Linked DNA regions of Mus musculus: all the other regions are linked to region 1. A link is a contact called in public Hi-C and promoter capture Hi-C data. All regions are on one chromosome and are shown on one strand. The core of a region is the stretch at or near the end of the contact, and the rest is flanking DNA. Distances in the headings are between cores, read along the strand shown. Region 1 holds the start of Cry2 (cryptochrome 2 (photolyase-like)). Region 2 holds the start of Ttc17 (tetratricopeptide repeat domain 17). Region 3 holds the start of Hsd17b12 (hydroxysteroid (17-beta) dehydrogenase 12). Region 4 holds the start of Ndufs3 (NADH:ubiquinone oxidoreductase core subunit S3). Region 5 holds the start of Celf1 (CUGBP, Elav-like family member 1). Region 6 holds the start of Psmc3 (proteasome (prosome, macropain) 26S subunit, ATPase 3). Region 7 holds the start of Acp2 (acid phosphatase 2, lysosomal).

Region 1 (2,752 bases), core at 122-2,621:
ATTCATATGATCCTTCGGTACCAAGTACTGAGCTAGATTATAGTCTGATGGAGCTGACATACAATAGCTAAACAATCCCAGTACTATGTACTAAAACCGGAGGGTGGGGGGAAGACACCAAATGAGGTGAGCCCCTGTGCAGGTTGGGCCCAGGAAACTGGAAAATAACAGCTGTCACAGGGAAAACAGGAGGCACGAGGGTGTGGGCTGGGGCATGTGATGTGAGAGAACAGCATGTCCAAAGCGCTGGAAATGAGAGGCTCGTAATGACGCTGTAGTCAGAGAGTGGTGCCAATTAATGCCATTAAATTGCTGACTAAATTCTAGATTCTTTCATTGCTCATTCCCAAGATGGGGAAGGTGACTACCCATAGGATCAACACAAGGACAAATCGGAACAGTTCTCTGCTGGATAGCTCCAGCCCTCCATCCCAACTAGCCCATCTTAGCCCAAGTGCAACGGTTGCTGCACTTGTTCAATCAGCAAACTCTGCCAGAATCTCCAAAGAATCAAAGGATTCCCAAAGGAGACAGGAGAATATTGCCCTGCACATCTCTGATTCCCACATAGAATCCAGTTCAGAGTTTTGTGCAAAATAACTGCACTGTGTCTGCTAAACAGAACGTAAAAGAAATGAATTCATTTGAGGGCATAATTACTGCCTCAACCCACGTCCTCTGAAACCTTTGTCCTTTCTCCCAAACCCACTCCTGCCGCATAAAAGGGCGTCTCCTTTATCCTTATGCCTTTCTGTATGCAAATACCAAGATTCTCTGCGAGGAAGTGGATTTTGAAATCGGAAGATTCTGAGTGGAATCTTACTGGATTCATGGTATTGCGCAAGTCATTCAAACTGGGGCGCCCTAAGCTTACTTCATCTGCAGAGTAAGACTAACAAGCATCTGTTTTATTCGTGTTTATGAAATGAACGTTACCAGGATGAGATGAAAATAGAAAATAGGACAGTTTGTGTAAGGCAATCACCGCTCAGCCTCACATATGAACAGGACAATGAACTGTTAGAAAGGGCCCGGTAACAGGTCTGTCAGCCACCGGCCGGAGTCACCGCAACCCCTGTCTTTCCCGGGGACGCGAAATGCGTAGGAGATCCGAGGTCCCTCCAGACTCAGCCCACGCGGGGCGGACGCAGCGCGGTCCTGCGTCACCGGCGGGTGGCTACCAAGCGGGACCACACATGGTGGGAACGTGAGGGGGCGGAGCCTGCGCCGACGCTGCTGACCAATGGAACAGAGGGAGGGTCCCACCGGGTCTCACCCAATCACAGAGGCGATCCAGACTCCTTGGGGCGGAGTCATGCCAGGGAGAGGCTGCATCATAGGTCGCTGGGCGGGCGCTGGGCGGGACCAACGGGGCGGTCGGGCGGAGCGGCAGACCGAGACCCAGTCCAGGCGGCGATGGCGGCGGCTGCTGTGGTGGCAGCGACGGTCCCCGCGCAATCGATGGGCGCGGACGGCGCGTCCTCGGTGCACTGGTTCCGCAAAGGACTACGGCTCCACGACAACCCCGCGCTGCTAGCTGCCGTGCGCGGGGCGCGCTGTGTGCGCTGCGTCTACATCCTCGACCCGTGGTTCGCGGCCTCCTCGTCTGTGGGCATCAACCGATGGAGGTGAGGGGACCCTATGCTGCGGGGTGGCAACACCAAGCGGACTCCCCTGGGCCCAGGAACTCCAGCCTGCGGCCACTCTGACACAGCGTTTTTGCCCAGTGTGGCCCGCTCTGAACTCCTGGGAGGCCTGGGGGACAGAGGTCCCTCTATGCTGACGAGACTCTCGTCAAAAACGCGAAGTCAACCTGAGGGAGGATCTGCAGCCAGTCCCTGGAAGAATGGGGACTGGGCTTTTAGGGGTGTGCTGTGGGAGCGGAGAAAAGCTTCTTCAAGAGAAGTAGCCCCTCGTGGACCCCCCCCCCCCAAGGGCTTCCCTAAGCCTCGGATTTGTTTGACTCTCCCCCACGCCTCTTTTCCCATCCCGCGTAACCTCTCTTCACAGACAAACGTGGTGGTGATCAGGGAACCTAGCTTAGCATTAGCCGGTTTTAAAAAGACCCCAAGGGCATCATCGGGTAATGGCACTTTTGTGTTCTTGACGCATTTTTTTTAAAAAACATTGATTGGGAAAGGACATGCATGGCATGGCAGTGTATAGAGTTAAAAGGACGACTTGCAGGTTCTCACTCACCATACGGTTCCAGGGTGGAAAGCCGGGTGCCTTTACCCAATGAGCAATCTCTCAGGAGGTCCCCTAACCCATCTGAGAGGATCCCTGTGTAGTTATAACGTTGCTAGAAAGATATTCAAAGAGGGTTGCATCACCCGTCAGCTCTTCCGCCTGTTGTCATGAAGTGTTTTTTAGGAGAGCTGGGCCATTACAGATGAGACTTTTAGGAGCTGATGTGGAAAAACAAGAACACAATATGAAGATTCGGTGATAACTCCCAGGAGGCTGAACCCTTTCCCAGCATGCTGTGACATAATAAATCGGCATCTGATGTATTTTCTCTGTAACCAGTCTTCAGAAACAAGACGTTTTGATACACCATGTTCCCATCACTGTCTAAAGGCCTCCCTGCAGTAGCTTGGTTTGTTTGCATTGTTATGAGAGGTGTTTGCTTATGGCCTTGTTGCACAGATGAGTGAGGTAGTTCCCAGGAGACCGTGGCTCTCAGCGTCCACTCTTTCCTCTCCAAGAGGGGTTTGCCCTGCTAGGAGAGCAAGTGTTCCTAGTAGCACGC
Region 2 (2,752 bases), core at 158-2,657, 2.0 Mb before region 1:
TGTATGCCACATGTATAAAGGAGGATCCCCTAGAGCTGGAGTTCTACAGGTGGTTGTGGCCTAACACTGCTTCCAGGGAAGAGCAGGAAGTGCTCTTCAGCCCTGAGCCATCTTTGTAGCCCCAAGCCATCTCTCCAGCCCCAAGATATACCTTTTTAATAAAACGAATGTTCATTACACGGGTACTTTTAAGAAAAGCTGCCTAGTGAGCTGGGCCTGATGGTTCATGCCTGTATCCAGCATCAGGTGGTTGACACAGGTGGACTTAAAGGCCTGCCTGGGCTAAATAAATTCCAGGCAATTCAGGCTGCAAATGGGACTTCATTTCAAAAACAAAACAAACAAAATCAACAAAACCAAACTGCTCTCAGAAGAATTACAATGCCATAGCACAGTCTCTGTTCCCATAACATGAGGCAGACATTTGTTTCCTGCAACACATCTATGTAGGTGGCAGGGCACAATTTTTTTTTTTCTCAACAGAAAAAAAAAAAAGCATAACAGCTTTGTTACAAGATGATACGCCCACCATACTAGTAGGCCGACCTGAAATACCTATAATAACATACATTGGCAGAGCCTGGAACCTAAGCTGGTTAACAGCTACTGTACCTGTTGGTAGTGCGCCTCTTAAGTTTCAATATGCAAATCAATCACCTGAGACTTCTTTAAAACATACTCATAATGGCTGAGTCTACCCTCGGGGAAGGGAAGCCGCAGTGCTTACATATTTAATACAGTCCCCTCCCCGGAGATGCCACTATCTGGGTTCTACACCTAGGTCTTTAACTTAGACTAGAGCTGCCCACCAAAGTCCACAAGACACGTGGTGCTGCTGCTGTAAGACCCAAAAATCTGGCCACACTGGATGTAAGTGGTCTGTAAGGACACATCGCTTTCTAAATTTCGGAAGAAAAAGTATGCCGATCACATATACATAACTTGTAATGAGCTGATATTTTGTATTTGATAACGAGCTATTTTTTTAATTCGATGTGTGACATGCATTACACAGTACGACTGCGCCGCTTAACACTCCATTACGAGACTTATTAAAAAAAAAAAAAAAAGCCTCTCTCAGATAGTTGAAAAGTATAACTTTTATTGCCCTACCAGAAACAATACTTACTTTTTAAAAAGACCTTCACCGTCTTCTCACTTCTGCTCAAGCTCCACCTAGTTTTATTATCTCCCCTCCGATTCCCACGCTTGGGGATCTTATAGCCTCCAGAAAAACGATAACTAGAAAGCCGTTTCCAGCCCTGAGGTGTGGCAGGACCGGCTTCCCCGACCGAGAGTAAAGGGACCGGTATCGTCTCCGAGGCACTCCGCGGGCTCCTCCTCCAGTTCCAGAGGCGACCTCCCCAAGATGGCGGACCGCAAGGAGTCGCTTCCGCTTCCGGTGTGAGCAGCCCGGCCGGGGGGGCAAGATGGCGGCGGCAATAGGGGTCCGCGGCCGGTTCGAGCTGCTACCTCGCTCCGGCCCGGGTTGGCTTCTCAGCCTTTCCGCTTTGCTGAGCGTGGTGGCTCGAGGGGCCTTGGCCACTACGCACTGGGTCGTCACGGAGGACGGGAAGATCCAACAGCAGGTAGCGGCCAGGGTGCCCCCTCTCTGCCCGCGCCCGATCAGGGGGAATCCCGGAGCCGGGCCCCTGGGTGGCTCCGCGCGGCCCCGCCCCCAGCTTGGCTTCCCACGGTCCCGGCCCACGGGCCGAGGCTTCCTGCGCTCCGACCTGGCGCCGCCCCCTCCCCTCTGGTCCCCTCGCCCCGGCTCCGCCGTGGGGAACTTCTCAGCCTTCCACCTTGGGGCCGCGCGCCGTCCCGGAACCGACCCCGGGGAGCTGAGACTTGAGCTCCCGGGTTAGGAGTCACGGATTCATCATTAGTTCTGCCTTTGGAGCCGCTGGACCAGGACCCGCGCGCCACCACCTCTCCCCGAGGAAGTAGAAAGCAGGTGGCAGTGCCGGGGAGTGTGCGCGTCCCAGGCCGGTGACAGCCAGGGTGGCATTAGTGAATGGATGGATCTTTTAATGCGCCTCCTCCAGCCTTGTCTCCCACTGATGGGATTTGTTTCGCGATGTGGTGGTTTGAGGCTGTGCCGTTAGCCAGGTCATTAGGGGCTCTTTAAAGACAACCCATTCTTGCTCCTTCTGAAGGAATGCCAGAAGATGCATGCCTCTGGTGGCGGTGCCCGCATCATTCAGTTCTTAAGTGCCCTCATTTCCCGGTGTATTTTACATTGCTTCCTAGTTCCTTTGACCCAGCCCGGCACTCAGCATTTGCAGTTTACTAGATTACCTATGCTTGAACTGATTTCTCAGAGGAGTGACCGCTTTTCTTATATAACTTTCTGATGCCTGCATCTGCATTTGCTTTCATACTGCTGATGCTTTAAGGACTGCGTGTGTGTGTGTGTGTGTGTGTGCGTGTGTGTGTGTGTGTGTGTGTGTGTGTGTGTGTGCGCGCGTGCTCGCGCGCGTGCTTCACCACAGAATCTTGTAAACTTAATGACTTCCAGCGCTTGACAACAATCAGGAAATGTCCAGGAGCCATTTAAAAAGTGAAGTGTGTACCCCTTGCAATTTAAGCATACTGACTCATGTTTTAACCAAAGGCGAGAGAGAGAAACTGATCCTTTTGATTAACTGTAGAAACACATCGCATGGTTTATATTTAAGATGAGACATTTCACAATGCAGCAAACCTAAACAAAATTTTTAAAATGCCCACACTTTGTGTTTCCAGTGTACTC
Region 3 (2,752 bases), core at 119-2,618, 1.7 Mb before region 1:
GTCTCCCTGTCCGCTGAAGTACTTCCATGCTCTTCCAGAGATCAGATTTTTGTGTCCCCTTAAAGCTTCCCTTCAGGGCAGGGGAGATTGCTTGGTGGGTAAAGTATTTGCTGCTCAAGCATAAGGCCTGTTTTCAGAGTCAGGGCCACAGCTTGTGCATCAACAAGTGAGTTTCGGTCACCTGTCCTTCCTAAGTCAGCTAAAACAGTCAAATTAATAGTGCAGAACAGCAGGAAAAGAAAAGAATAAAAAAAGATTTGGGAAAAGTTATAAAGAGACCCAGTACCTTCCACCAAAGCCATGTTTTAGGTTCTGATGTGCAGTTATGGTTTAAGAATGGGCCAGAGTAACATAAATCTAAGCAAGTCAAAGTGTGGTCCAGCCAGCTCACCACTGGCCCCTCATTGCCTCCCCTGTAAGGTGTTCTGGAAGTGTTTGCCCACGTTTTAGGTTTTCTTTTATCCCAGCATGAAGTCCCTTGATGGGGGTGAATCGGTTCCTGTTTTGATTTTATTGTTTTGATTGTCTTACAGTAAAAAGTATAGGACACAAATATCTCTTTAATATCCTCCCACAAAACAAAAATAAAATGATTTTGGTTTTTACTGGACCAGGTCCAATAAAAAAATTTGAGTTTCCCAGAATTGCTCCATAAGCTCTGTTCTTGTAGGATACTTTTCATTCATCTTACAACTGTTAACGCTACTACACAGTAGAGTTTTCTGGAATTCCGAATTATTGGGAACAAGTATAAAGTTCATTGTGGGAGCTAAGGCAGTCATTCAAAAAAATGGAGCGAAAGCGTGCTCTGCAGACAAAGGGGAACCGTAAACCTTCATCTGAAAAGTCTGAGGAATTAACAATCCGAAAGCGGTTATTACTAAGACGTAATCACAAGCACTACTCCAGCTCCTCCCGGACTTCTACTATATTCTTCCCTTTCCGGTTCCATTCCTTCCTGAAATGTGAGCTAAACCCAGTTAGGTATCACTGGCCAATCAGCGCGCAGCCTTCCGCAGTCGTAAGGGCCGCCTCTGCCAATGAGAGATCCCTGCGCTTCGGTGGTGCGAGGTAAAGCTTGTGGGCGGAGCCAAACGTTGAGCGGCTTGTGAGCGAGCCACTGTCTTAATACGGAAATGCGGCTCTGAGCGCGCCGAAGGGGATTGTGGGCGGGGCTACGAAACGAAGGCTAACCAATAGGAGACATAGTACGCTTACAGGAAAGAGAAGTCACCAATAGACACATGGATATGACTATGTAGGCGGGTCTTAGACCTAAAGCGTTCAAAAAATCACGTCTATTCGCTGCGTCTTCGCCGTCACGGCGGCACCGCCTCCTCGTCCCATTCATTCTTTTTTTTTTTTTCCTTCCCCATTCACCGTAGTAGTGAGGCCTAGTCACGAGCCATGGAGTGCGCTCCCCCGGCGGCCGGCTTCCTGTACTGGGTGGGCGCGAGCACCATTGCCTACCTGGCCCTGCGAGCCTCGTACTCGCTCTTCAGGGCCTTCCAGGTGTGGTGCGTGGGCAACGAGGCCTTGGTCGGTCCGCGACTCGGAGAATGGGCAGGTGAGTGGAACCACAAGCCGCGACCACGCTGTGGCCCTTGTTCCCCTGTCGCTCGCGCTCAGCGAGCCCGCTCTGGAGCGCGGAAACTTCTCCAGACCCTGAGCGCACTGGCGGGGTGGGTGATCTGACCTGCTGCTGCCTGGTGGGCACGGAGGAGACCTTTCTTAACTCCCCGGACTTGTCCTGTTGGAGCCCTCCTGGGCAGGCGGCCGGAGTCAGGCGCATTGTCCGCTGTGTCCCTTGCAGTGTTTATTTATTTTTTAAAATAAAGTTTTTCACTTGGCTTGAAAACTGGCCCTGTGCTATGGATGAGAGCATAGGTGAAGATAGGAAGAAGGGTTGCAGGGACAACGATTTCAGAAGTTAGGATCTTGGGAAACTTGATTCTCCAGTTACTTGAATTGGGTTTGTTTCATGTAATTTAACAAGTCCTTTTGGGGAGGGGGGAGGTGGAGGCGGTGTCGGAGGAAATCTTGGTAAATTATTCTGGAGTTTCAATGACTAAGAAGCGCTGTTCTGGGAAAACAAAGTCTTCCTATCGTATTCAGTACTTTTTGCAAGAGTTTGCGGAAAATGTCTTTACAAAAAGTGACCAAAACACGCGAACCTTCTTCTTTTCAGTTGACAGATTTTAAAAATGAGAACGAAGGTCGTATCAGAGAAGTTGAGAAAATCCTAGTTCAGCCCTCTCACCTTTGTTTCTATTTTTTGAGAGAAGGGCTTTAAAACAAACACCCATGTAATCATGATGTATGTGTGGCTCTCTGGTGTTTTGTAACTCACTGTTCACGACTCAAACATTTTATAGAATATTGGGGTGCGGTTGCCTACGGACTAAACACAGGACAGAAATCATGTTACTTTTCAGGTTTGTTCTGTTCATTAAAGAACATTTAAACGACTTAGAAAAGACATGACAGTTAATCTTTTGGGACAACACCCTAATAATAGGAGAAAATATTTCAAGTAGAAATGAGTTTGTGAGCCCCTTTCCTTGATGTGGGGCAAACAGTGATTTTATACAACTTTCCAAAATCACTTTTCATAGTCCCTGGGGGAAAAAGTGCTCGCTGTGATTAAGATTCAGATGATATAATTTCACAATTGACTTGGTCAGTTTCTTTGTTGTCAGCTTGGAAAAAGTTGTTTGTTGGCTTATTTTTATTTTTTTTTAAGTCAATGCAA
Region 4 (2,752 bases), core at 169-2,668, 1.5 Mb after region 1:
CAGGCAGTTGCCCACCTGTACCGTGCGTGCCAGAAACCGAGAACACTCCTCAAAGAGAGATGTCAGCTGATACATGTCTGACACCTCGTAAATTTCCTGCAGCTCATCAGCTCGAAGTTTCACAGTCCCATGGTATATATAGTCAACTAGGAGCTGGAAAACAGACTCGCTGACATCCTGCAGCACAATCACCCGGTTGTGAGCCTCCTTCAGGTTGGATGTGAACATGGATCGGAAGAAGCAGCTCTGAGCTGACAGGACCAGCCGGTGCAGCTGAAACTCTCGGCCTTCCACTGAAATGGTGACATCAGCAAAGAGCTCCTCCTCTAAACACAGTTTCATGATGCCCTGAGCCACTCGGCCTGAGTGAGACCGGTCTTTGAAAGTATAGTTCACAAAGTAGTTTTCATCCATGGATGCTCCAGGCTCCTCTGGTGACTCCATGGTAGCCAACTTCTCTCTTTGCCAACTATCTGCAAAGCAATATCACCCTAAGTATTTGGGTAATTCACAGACACAGTCCATGAATCCAACTGTCCAAGTCAAGACAGGGAGAAGGGAGACACTGGAGCAAAGTGGGTCCAGAATGGCCTTATTCCTGGTCTTGCCAATGTGGCCTATGCCATTCCTCCAGTTTTCCTGCAGTGGGGCCTCTCCTCCAATGAATTCAATTAAAAGTTCCAACTCTGTTGTTTTTCCTTGAGGTAAAATTGGATATTCCTGATCGTGATGTAACAAAAGACTTGGGACTTAGGTTAGCTCATGAAAAAGACGAAGGAGGAAGCCTATGATCTTAAAACCAAATAATTTGGATATACAACTAATGAGACTCTGGAGAAGCATAATTAGGCCAAACTAAGACATCCAGGTATTGTTGTTACATTCCCTCTTTGCCTGGACATAAGAGTGCAGACCCCCCAATACTGAGGCTTGGGCCTGGACTTCCACTTTTACTCTTTTCTAAGCTGCTGTTTCTTACTTACCTCTCGCTCCAGTGAGTTCTTAAAGAAGCCCTTGAGAGCCCAGCCGTCCCCGGCCGGGGGCACAAGGAAGTCCATAACCCTGTGCAATCTGACCGTGCCACCTGGAGTCGCCTAGGAAACGGTCTCCAAGGAAACCGTCCATCGTCTCCCCCCCCCACCCCGCCCCCCATTAAAAAAGCTTAGCTCAAGAGCCGGCGCGGTGTAGAACTTAGAACCCAGAACGCCCACCCTTTCCCTTTCTCTCACCGGTGCGGTTCGTTGCGTCTTCTTCTCTTCGGCCTCCGCTGTACCGAGATAGGGCTACGTACACCTCACGGTTTCCCCACCTGCGGGTCTTTCTTACCTGCGATACCTCCTTTCATGCCAGGGCTCAGATCCGGAACCTCTGCTTCCCGCCCCGCGTCCGCCCGGAAGAAGAGTCACTGCACATTTCCACTTCCGGTCCGTGCCCTTGGGGCTCCGTGGCCTGCGTGTGTTCTCCGGCTACTTAGTCGGCACACTAAGGAACATGGCGGCGGCTGCAGCCAGGGTCTGGTGTCGTGGGCTCTTGGGGGCCGCTTCCGTAGGCAGGGGTGAGCAAGGAACAGCAGCAGGTTGAGACCACGGGCAGCACGGAGACCTCCCCGAGTCTCACCCGCGCCTTTGTGCCTTTTCTCTCCCTGTGCAGGGGCTGGGCGACCCTCCGTGCTGTGGCAGCACGTAAGAAGGGAGAGCGCGGCGGCTGACAAGCGCCGTGAGTATGTGCGGATGGCGCTTTTTCCCCCAACGTTAGCTGGGGCCTTTCGTTGTTTCTGTCAGATGTTTGTCCTTGCCTTGGAATGTCCTTCCCTCCTGGCAAATCTCTGCTTGTCCTTGGAGATTGCTATGGTCTCCACTTTGCTGTTAGAATCGAGCACTTCCTGTGCCCTAGATATTTGTTCCCTTCTGATCTTGATCGCCTTTTGCTCGTTATCAGGATTTGATTTTTTTTTTTGTCCTCCGATGAAATTGTCTTTGAGCGCAGGTAACAAAAACTTTTGAGACTCAAAGTCCAAAATAATTGTAGCTCACATCAATTTAGTATTTACTAGGCACCTTGGACTTCATAAGAGCCTGATGAGACGCATAACGTTTTACTGTCCATATAGATGTAGATCATGAAGCGGTCCAGATAATTAAATTATTCAGTCACAGTTCCAGTGAACGACAAAGCAGGTCTGTTTCCAAGTGCAGAAAATACTTAATCCTTGATTCTGTGATGTGTGGGTGCTCAAGTACTTGAATGACCCTGTGGTGATTTTATGTTCAGTCAACAGAATCACACTGGGAAATAGAAAGCTTCTTTTCATTCCAGGACATCTATTACACAAAGTGACAGGGGATAGAGTATGGGCAATGAGGTAATCTTTCAGGGTCCTTCAGCCCTGAAGTTCTCTGATTAAGAACTTGGTATAAACAAGTACCAAGAAGGGAAAGAGAAACAGAAGTCTGGTTTCCATCCTTAAAGAGCTCTGAGTCTGAGAGAGGAGCTGCCACTGTTGCATTGTTACCATGAGTACAGGAAGTGAGGAACAGCTGTGGAACAGTGGAGAAAAGAAGCAAAGATTGCCCAACACAGTAACAAGAGTGTATGGACCGAGAAAGAGAAATGGTGTTGCACTCTGAGTTTTTTCTTTTTCTTTTTTTTTAAAGATATTTTTATTTTTTTATGTATGTGAATATACTGCAGCTGTCTTCAGACACAGCAGAGTAGAGAATCGGGTCCCATGTGGTTGCTAGGAATCGAACTC
Region 5 (2,752 bases), core at 186-2,685, 1.5 Mb after region 1:
AGGCAATAAAACTACTAATATAAAAACTAGTATAGAGAGAAAAAAAAAATCAGTGCCGTTGCAGTTGGTCCATTCTAACCTCCATGATTTTCCAAGTACACTTGTTAATGCCAAAACCAAAAAGAACTCTAAGCAATTCCATCTGAAGACACCGTCATTCTAAGGATCTAAAAAGAAACAAACTGGAAAAAGTGAAAAAGTGCAATTCAAACCTCTTCAACTCAGAGACTAGAAGACAGAGAAGAGATCTTTTAAAGGTTAAGTTCCTTTTAAGTGTGTGCAAAGGGTGTTTGTAACCTCCTAACAATGCAGACATTATCAACAGAGTCTATGCTCTTTAAAACTGTTCAACAGCTTTTATATACAGCATTAACTCTGAGCACCAGAAAGAGATTCTGTTGTGCTAAACCAAGCTCTGACCAAAATCTCACACTTTCTCCCCGGAATCAGTCTCTAAACCAATGAGAAGCTCCTTAAAAAGCATATGCAATGGTCGGAGAAAATTAAAACAACATCCTGTCAGAACCACCACAACCGAGACACCACTACCGACTTTAAATCCAAAGCCTGGGACCTAGCGAAGAAGGCACCCTCCAGAGCCGTCCCCGCTCCTGGGTGCGAGATTCGAGCCCTGCTACTAGGCCTTGACTGGGCGAGCGAGCACCTGATGTGGGGGGTAGGGCGAGCCAAAGCGGCCCCAGGGCGAGAACTGCAAGAGCTCCGGAGGATCGAGAGGAGCGCTGCCTTCTAGGGGCGGGAATCTAGGACACCCCCGGGGGTGGGCACGAAGAACACGTGGGGCGACAGGGTCAGGGAAGCGGCGTCTCGGGTAGACAGCCGCGATCTCGCCCAGCGGACCCGGAGAGGAGGACTCGGGTGCGGTGCAGGAAGCAAGCCCTCGGGGCCGGGAGAGTGGAGGCAAAGGGCAAGGGAGCCGGGGCCAGGCCACGAGGAGGGCGGGTCTCCCTGGGAGCAGGGGCACGCGCCGGGCGGACGCGAATGGGCCCCCGAGTCCCGAGCAGTCCGCGGCCTGGTCCCCGGGGTGCGGGGAAGCGGGAGCGACCGCACCCGGAGGGCCCTGTGACCCGTAGCCGCCCGAACCTGACCCGCCCCGCGGCGCCTCCCTCCAGCCTCCCTCTCTTTCCCTCCCTTCATCCCGCGGCCCGTTATCCTGCGGCCGCCGCACTCACCAGCGGCTGCACCTGAGCCCGCCGCTGCCTCAGCTGCTGCCTTGCTCCTCCGCAGCCGCCGCTGCCTCGCTGCTGAGGCCGAATCCCGGGGGAGCCTCCGCGTCCCGCCGCCGCCGCCGCCTCTGCCGCTGCCGCTGCCGCCAGAGCAGAACACCCCAAAATGGCGGCACTTCCGGCACCTACCACCGGCGGGGAGGGCCGCCGCGGAGGGGGCGGGCGGCGAAGGGGAACGTACCACCGCGGCGCCGCCCGCCAGCGCCGAGCCGAGCCGAGCGCCGCGCAGGGGCGGGCGGAGGGCCGGCGCTGCAGCGCCCCCTCCGGCCGGGGAGTGAAGGAGCAGTCGCTCTGAAACCCTGGGGGCCGCGGGCGGAGCCCTCAGCCCTGGGAGCTGTAGGGGTGCATCTCTTTGTCTCAGAGCTGCACTGGAGGGAAGACCCCGGCCTGGGAATCTGAAGTTCTTGCCTCTGCGCACCGCACTAGCTGCACCTCTGGCGGGCAAGCAACGCAGCTTGGCAATGAAAAATACACATAATAAATATCGAATGAATGAATGAATGAATGAATGAATGAATGAATGAATGAATGAATGATGGGTGCTTGGCTAACACTGGACGCAGGGCACACCCTTTCTTTTTGCACATCAGCATACAGACAACTGTATCCAGGCCTTCCTTCTGATGGAATGTGTGTTGCAAGCTTTCAGAGTTAGGGAAGTGCCTGTACAGAGATGTTCAACTGCATGCATGCGCAATCTGGCAAAAATCCCTGCGGCACCAGAAAGCTCTTAAGTATTCTATTAAGAGACTACCCAGTCCAAACCTACTCTTCTTGGGAAAAAAAATAACAATTAAAACACTTTTTACGAATCCAGCACCCCCTTTTAGGATTCGGTATTCCTAACCTGCATCTAGCTGGATTCACGCATTAAGTGTGTTGTTTATTACACAAAGTCAGTGAAATGTGAGACAATGAAATGCAGATTGAGAAAACTTAGTTCTGGGAGGTCAGGGCTCCATCAATTTACAAATTACTCATGAGTTGGCAATTATTTCTCTTTATCACTTAGCTTCCTAAAGCAAAATATATATCCACAAATGCCGGTTATACCCTACCCTACCCTACCACACTCACTAAGGCAGCCCCCACCCCTGCCCCAAGCAGCAGCCAAGAGTTTTCCCCTGTGCTAGAGGCACAAACAATCATGTAGATCAAAACAATTAGCCCCTAGGTTGTTCATTATCAAATTACCTAAATTGTACTGTAAAGCTTTGGTTGTTTTTTGTTTTTTTTTTTTTTTGTTTGTTTTGTTTTTTTGAGAGTTTCTCTGTGTAGCTCTGGCTGTCTTAGAACTCCCTCTTGTTACTGAGACTGACCTCAAACTCACTTGGTGATCCGCCTGCCTCTGCCTCCCCTAAATGCTGGGATTAAAGGCGTGTATCGCCACACCCGGCCTGTTCGTTCCAATTTTCAAATTGGTTTTCTACCTTCTTGTTGTTGATTGATGGGAATGGAGTTAGAGATGTAACTTGAATTAGTTGCATATAGATGGATACGTTAGGAAA
Region 6 (2,752 bases), core at 145-2,644, 1.4 Mb after region 1:
TGTGCTCAAACAGTTCCCTAAACCCACAAGGCCACAGGCCTTCCTTCCCTCCTCAGTCTAGCCTTAAGCTTAATAAACATAGATGATGTGTTAGGGGGTTGACAACACCTTTGTTGAGGTGCTGCTTCTGTTTGCAAAGTTCATCTGCCCCAAGAAGGAACAAAAGAAGAAAATGGCAGAAATCTGTGACACTTCTAAGGTCTTTGCAGACTTAAACATTGCTTTTTACACTCTACCCTATGGGCCCCATCCCTAGATGTCTCCAAGCCTCCTGCCTCCTCCTCTTCCCACACACAGACACACACCTCGATGACATTGGAGACAAGGTACGGCAGGGTTTTGTTCACTTTGATTTTCTCACTGTTCTCTTTGATTTTGTCTTTCATGGCTTGGAGTTCATGGGTGACTCGCAATACTTCACTCTTCATGATCTGGGATAAGAGAAAACCAATGTTCAACCCTGATTCAGCCTGCATTCATTACAGCCCTCTAATAGATGAGGTCCAGGTTACCCGGGAGACCCATCCAACCAGATCTCAGGCTTTCTGAAGGCCCAGCCTGTACATGTCCAAACTGCAGAGGTCAGGACAAGAGGCCAGTGGGAAAACCTCCTGACAAAGCGGCTGTGGGACAGGGCTAGGTATTTTCCATGGGTTTGAGTGTGAATTCATCCCTCTCTGAGCCTCGGGTTCCTCATCTGTAAAATGGAGATCTGAGAACTCCGCTGCCTGCACCGGAGCCAGGAGCCCACCTTGATCTCGCTGTCTAACAGCCGTGTGCGCTGGACAATCTCTTCCGTGGACATCTTGAGCACCTCCTCCCCAATGCCATCTTGCTGTTCAAATAAGAGAAGAAGTACTTATTTACTGTAACTCAGAGCTGCCATCCCACGGTCCCACAGCCCCCTCAGCGCCTGCTTCCTTAACCCAACAGCAGGATGAAGTCGGGACAACCCAAGAAGCTCTGCAACCAGTCCAGACCGGACCTGGCCTTCCAGCCACCTCCTTTCCCGGCCTCCAAGAACGTCTAACCTTATAGCCCAAACTTTGGGACGCCCCTCAGGTCTCCCAACACTCACCTCAGCTTCATCCCACACGGTCGCCATCTTCTCCTGCCGAGTCACTGGACTCTCGGGCGTCGGCAGCAGATTCATTTCCTGCATGAAGAGGCCGAAACTGGGAGTGCGCACGAGCCCCTGAGGGAGCCCAGCGCAGCCTTTCTCAACGTCTTCTCTCCACCCGTGGAGAACTTCACCCGCGATTCCTGACGCGACAGAACGGGTTCTGTCCGCGTCTCCGAGCGAATCTGCCGCTGGGACTCCACGAACCAAACCGAGGCTACAGGGCCCGCCCCGTGGCTCGCCGGTTGCTCCGGTTTGTGCGGGAGCGAGGGCTGGGCTGCTATTGGCCGGCGTACAGGCGGGGCGGGGCTTGCTGCACAACCGGAAGAGGCGGGAGGCAGGAGAAAGCCGCGGAGTCTTTCGGGAAATGCAGTTTTTAGCCTGGCGGATAACTGAAAAGGAGTTTGCACAGGTGCCGGTGCAATCTAAGAACCCAGGTAAACTTGGAATTCACGGATTTGCAAAATGTCCAGTGTGGTGGCGCATGCCTTTAGTCCCAGAACTCTGGAGGCAGAGGTAGGCGGATCTCTGAGTTTAAGGTTAGCCTGGTCTAGAGTGAGTCCAGGAGAGCTAAGGCTACACAAAGAAACTCTTGTCTCAAAAACCAAAAACAAAAGGGAGGGAGGAAGAGGGGGGGGGGAGAGGGAGAGAGAGAGAGAGAGAGAGAGAGAGAGAGAGAGAGAGAGAGAGAGAGAGAGAGAGAGAGAGAGAGAGAGAGAGAGAGAGAGAGAGAGAGAGAAAGAAAGAGAAAGAAAGAAAGAGAAAGGTTGAAAAGAAACTGCTAGGTTTGATGGCACATGCCTGTCATCACAGACACTGAGCCACTGCAAAGATGAAGCAGAAGGATTGCTGCATATTAAGGCCACCCTGTGCTACATAGTGTATTTCTAGCTATTCTGGTCACACTGTGAGTCTTAAACAAAAATAGCCTAACAAAACCCAGATAAACCATTGCTTCTACTAATATTAATGCAGATCTAACTGTCCACATAGGGAAGTTATTTTTGTTACAATGTACTGTATATATGTTTCTACTCTTGTTTAAAGTATTATATCTACACAACTCATGTGCTGTAAAGTTCTAGTCCTTTAAAAAATTTTATTTATTTATTTTGATTTTTCGAGACAGGGTTTCTCTGTGTAGCCCTGGCTGTCCTGGAACTCACTCTATAGACGAGGCTGGCTTGAATTCAGAAATTCACCTGCCTCTGCCTCTGCCTCTGCCTCTCAAGTTCTGAAATTAAAGGCCACCACTGACTGGCAGATTTATTTATTATTATAAATAAGTACACTGTAGCGATCTTCAAATGAACCAGAAGAGGGTGTCAGATCTCATTATGGGTGGTTGTGAGTCACCATGTGGTTGCTTGGGACTTTCAGAAGAGCAGTCTTACCTACTGAGCCATCTCTGCAGCCCAAGTTCTAGTCCCTGAAAGCTGCTATTACAAACTGTTTAGGATAATCTGAAAGGCAAGTTAGTAATTAGTTACCCATAAATAATGACATTTATGGTCATGTTAGATACTAGTTTAGTTAATTACAGAAATAAGCTTTATTTAGTCTAAAGATGTTTTCAAAGTTACACAGGTTGTAAATAGCTATAAACAAGCAATGCTTGCCTATTCAACATAG
Region 7 (2,752 bases), core at 76-2,575, 1.2 Mb after region 1:
TGGGCAAACCTGAGAGTTAAAGTCCAAAGAGGAGCTGGGCATGGTGGCCTTTAATCCCAGCAGTCACTCTCTGAGTTCAAGGCCAGCCTGGTCTACAAAGTGAGTCCAGAACAGCCAGGGCTCTGTTACACAAGGAAACCCTGTCTTAAACCTCCCCCAAATCCCCAACCCCTGGGGAAAAAAAAAAAAAAAGTCCAAAGAGAGGGGATTAGCCACAAGTCCTATGTATGGCATTTAGGCATTCTTCCCTTGGCAAGAGGTGAATTTGATTCCAGAAGTGGCCAGTTGTAATGATACTGTCCCCTGCACAGAGTTGTTAAGAAATCTGGTCATAGCCAGAGATGTAGCTCACTGTGCTTAGCATAGACAAGGTTCTGGGTTTAATTTCCAAAACCACAAAAACAAAACAACAAAATAGACATCTGGTCCATCAGAACCCATGTGGGAAGCTAGTAGTTTAAGGAGCCCCAGTTTCTGTGCTCCAGATGTGATTCATTCCGTAGCATATCCCGAGACCTTGCAGGTTGGCTTTTGACCCACCTTGGTTAGCTGACCAAATCCCTGGGGCCATTTCTCTTCCTGATAGGGGTCCTTGGGATATGTCTTCACTGGTGACCGATCTCCATGTCGATACAGCTGAGCAAAGAAAATGGTGTGTCTATAGAATCAGAAGGGTCTTCTAGTTAAGGACAGGACCCACCTCTGCACATGCCAGGAAAGGAAATTTCACTCCATCTTTCTCTACTGAGCGATGAAAAAAGACCCCAGTTCGGGCGATGCAATGTAACCTGAGATAATAGGTAAAGCCCCAAAGCACAGGTAGAAGAGTAGTGAAAGCAACGCCTTCTGGGGGAGGAAGTGGGCAATGGGACTGGGAAAACAAAGATCAAAGTCGTCTTTATGGGTGACTTTCAACCTTTTAACTAAATTCCCATCCTAGGGAAGAATATCTCCTACTCGGTCGTCCTGCCCTAAAAAAAAAAAAAAAAAAAATAGCCTAGGGCTCCAAATCAATTCTTAATCCAGCCGCACAACCCACTATGGGCCAGCGGTTTCCTAAACCGGTTCTTTCTCCTCCTTGAGAAGTGAGACCCCGGCCCCAGAACACAAGCTCTGCCCCTCCCTCTACCAGCCGGCCTTTGCCCTTTCAGCTTTGGCGAACCCGTTGGTGACTCCGTCACCCATTACCAAGGTAACAAAGCGTAGACTCCGGGCCTGTATGGGTGGCATCACCGTTAGGCACATGCCAAGAAGGAACTGGAGAAGAGCCGCCTGGCTCCAACCAGTCTGTCTGCCGGCCATCACTGTTGTAGGCTGTGTAGCAAGAGGCCGGAACGCCTTGGGCGGTACCTGCTGCAGCCGCCCGGATGCATTCGTAAGGACACTTGCCGGAAGTGCAGCCTTCGCCATCTTTCTTTGGGTTGCGGGAGACCGGGAATGAGAAAGTCTGGTGGGAGAAGGCGGAATTTGGGAGGGAATGCAAATGGAGAAGGTTTGCGATTGGCGGTGATGAACGAGGGTGGGACTGTTGCGCGACCTTCCGGGCAGAAAAGGCTTAAACACCTCGCTTTTGTAGAGGCGCTAGGTCAGGCTTACCCCTTCTTCTACAAAGCTGGTGCTTGCCCTGGTTGGGGTCTGGGCCTGGAGAGCGAGTGCCTGCTTTGAGGAATGCTTCTGAAAATGATCCCAGAGCCTCGGCTGGTGCAAAACTGGGGCAAGGTGTGGGGAAGTACAGAGCCTAACTTTCTGCTCTTGGGTGTGTAGTTTAGTGTAAGCCTTGGCTTAGACACTGTTCCGATAAGCGGGCTTGTTTGAGATGTAGGGTACTGCATGTAACCAGCCCTTTGGACTCCCTGTGTCCTTGAGGTAGATCCAGTCTAGTCTGCCATTCATGTCCTGAACAAACCTTCGTACTCCCCAGTTTTTTTCAGCTCTTTTCTTGTGCTTACCGATTTCTAAATTAAATTAGACTCAAACGTCATGTTTGAGGAGGAGTTGGATTGCATAGGATGTTCCGATTTCCCAAACCCACTACATTGAATTCTTATGGGAGGAATCTCAGAAAACTACATCAGTTTTGATGCAGGCATATAACTGGAATTGCCACAGAATCAGAGTTCCTCCAGACATTAGCCTTTAGGATTTGGAGGCAGGCAGCCAGTTGGGTGTCTGGATGTTGTGATTCCAAACCTTAGAGTGACACACAGTTGCAGATGAGATCTTGGGCCCTTGATATGCTTTAATGCAAATCTGATCAGAATTGATACTGTCCCAGGACTCCAAATAAAATTATGTACCTTACTGCCTAAACTTTACTTTCGATGTCACCTTGAGAAAGACTTGGGGAGAATAAGAAGGCTTCAAAACTAAATAGTTTTAAACTTAAAAACAAACAAATCTATGTGGTGCATGCCTTTACTTCCAGCACTTGGAGAGGGGGGTAGATGTCTGAGTTGTATGTAGGCCAGCCTGGTCTATAGAGCAAGTTCCAGGACAGCCAGCGATACATGGAGAAATACTGTCTGGAAAAAACAATGATGAAACAAAATATTTTCTATGTATGGGTGTTTTGCTTGCATGTATATCTGTGAACCATGTATATACAGTGTCCTTGGAGGCAAAAAGGCAGCATAGGATCCCCTGTAGACTTTAAGCAGCTGTGTGGGTGCTGGGAATAGAACCTGAGCCCTCCTCTGAAGGAGTTGCCAATACTTCTAGCTGCTTAGCCTGCAGCCTCAGTTCTTTTTTTTTT

The links. Promoter capture Hi-C pulls out the DNA fragments that hold promoters and counts their contacts. Hi-C and Micro-C count contacts between places; a contact is called where the count stands out from the background. Capture Hi-C pulls out chosen DNA fragments and counts their contacts.
Region 2: a Hi-C map of B cells shows a contact between it and region 1, with 6 read pairs. The contact joins the promoter of Ttc17 here to the promoter of Cry2 in region 1. A contact is called at or near these places in 1 of 39 promoter capture datasets (pre-B cells), 1 of 484 Hi-C or Micro-C datasets (B cells) and 1 of 9 other capture datasets (adipose tissue).
Region 3: a contact with region 1 is called in a promoter capture Hi-C map of pre-B cells, with 4 times the contacts expected there. The contact joins the promoter of Hsd17b12 here to the promoter of Cry2 in region 1. A contact is called at or near these places in 4 of 39 promoter capture datasets (embryonic stem cells, liver and pre-B cells).
Region 4: a promoter capture Hi-C map of pre-B cells shows a contact between it and region 1, with 2.4 times the contacts expected there. The contact joins the promoter of Ndufs3 here to the promoter of Cry2 in region 1. A contact is called at or near these places in 3 of 39 promoter capture datasets (liver, neutrophils and pre-B cells) and 2 of 9 other capture datasets (adipose tissue and liver).
Region 5: a contact with region 1 is called in a promoter capture Hi-C map of neutrophils, with 5 times the contacts expected there. The contact joins the promoter of Celf1 here to the promoter of Cry2 in region 1. A contact is called at or near these places in 2 of 39 promoter capture datasets (neutrophils and pre-B cells).
Region 6: a contact with region 1 is called in a promoter capture Hi-C map of neutrophils, with 4 times the contacts expected there. The contact joins the promoter of Psmc3 here to the promoter of Cry2 in region 1. A contact is called at or near these places in 3 of 39 promoter capture datasets (liver, neutrophils and pre-B cells) and 1 of 9 other capture datasets (adipose tissue).
Region 7: a contact with region 1 is called in a promoter capture Hi-C map of adipose tissue. The contact joins the promoter of Acp2 here to the promoter of Cry2 in region 1. A contact is called at or near these places in 1 of 39 promoter capture datasets (liver) and 2 of 9 other capture datasets (adipose tissue and liver).

Annotation. Positions count from the first base shown.
Region 1 is chr2:92,432,688-92,435,439 of GRCm38.p6, reverse strand. Cry2 (cryptochrome 2 (photolyase-like)) reads left to right here and starts at 1,371. Exons shown (of 12, transcript NM_009963.4): 1 at 1,371-1,628. The coding sequence starts at 1,417.
Region 2 is chr2:94,405,344-94,408,095 of GRCm38.p6, reverse strand. It overlaps Ttc17 (tetratricopeptide repeat domain 17), which reads left to right and starts at 1,407. Exons shown (of 25, transcript NM_183106.2): 1 at 1,407-1,589. The coding sequence starts at 1,431. It overlaps 2810002D19Rik (RIKEN cDNA 2810002D19 gene), which reads right to left and starts at 1,389. Exons shown (of 2, transcript NR_027831.1): 1 at 1,130-1,389.
Region 3 is chr2:94,156,525-94,159,276 of GRCm38.p6, reverse strand. It overlaps Hsd17b12 (hydroxysteroid (17-beta) dehydrogenase 12), which reads left to right and starts at 1,368. Exons shown (of 11, transcript NM_019657.4): 1 at 1,368-1,567. The coding sequence starts at 1,408. It overlaps Gm39885 (a long non-coding RNA gene), which reads right to left and starts at 1,113. Exons shown (of 3, transcript XR_866573.3): 1 at 1-1,113.
Region 4 is chr2:90,903,387-90,906,138 of GRCm38.p6, reverse strand. It overlaps Ndufs3 (NADH:ubiquinone oxidoreductase core subunit S3), which reads left to right and starts at 1,418. Exons shown (of 7, transcript NM_026688.3): 1 at 1,418-1,555; 2 at 1,651-1,716. The coding sequence starts at 1,492. Kbtbd4 (kelch repeat and BTB (POZ) domain containing 4) reads right to left here and starts at 1,399. Exons shown (of 4, transcript NM_025991.4): 1 at 1,230-1,399; 2 at 1-473. The coding sequence starts at 444.
Region 5 is chr2:90,939,080-90,941,831 of GRCm38.p6, reverse strand. It overlaps Celf1 (CUGBP, Elav-like family member 1), which reads right to left and starts at 1,435. Exons shown (of 14, transcript NM_198683.2): 1 at 1,191-1,435.
Region 6 is chr2:91,052,658-91,055,409 of GRCm38.p6, reverse strand. It overlaps Psmc3 (proteasome (prosome, macropain) 26S subunit, ATPase 3), which reads right to left and starts at 1,394. Exons shown (of 12, transcript NM_008948.2): 1 at 1,079-1,394; 2 at 752-835; 3 at 306-431. The coding sequence starts at 1,162. It also overlaps Gm13778.
Region 7 is chr2:91,201,485-91,204,236 of GRCm38.p6, reverse strand. Acp2 (acid phosphatase 2, lysosomal) reads right to left here and starts at 1,325. Exons shown (of 11, transcript NM_007387.2): 1 at 1,189-1,325; 2 at 541-636. The coding sequence starts at 1,302. It also overlaps a transcript of Nr1h3 not described here.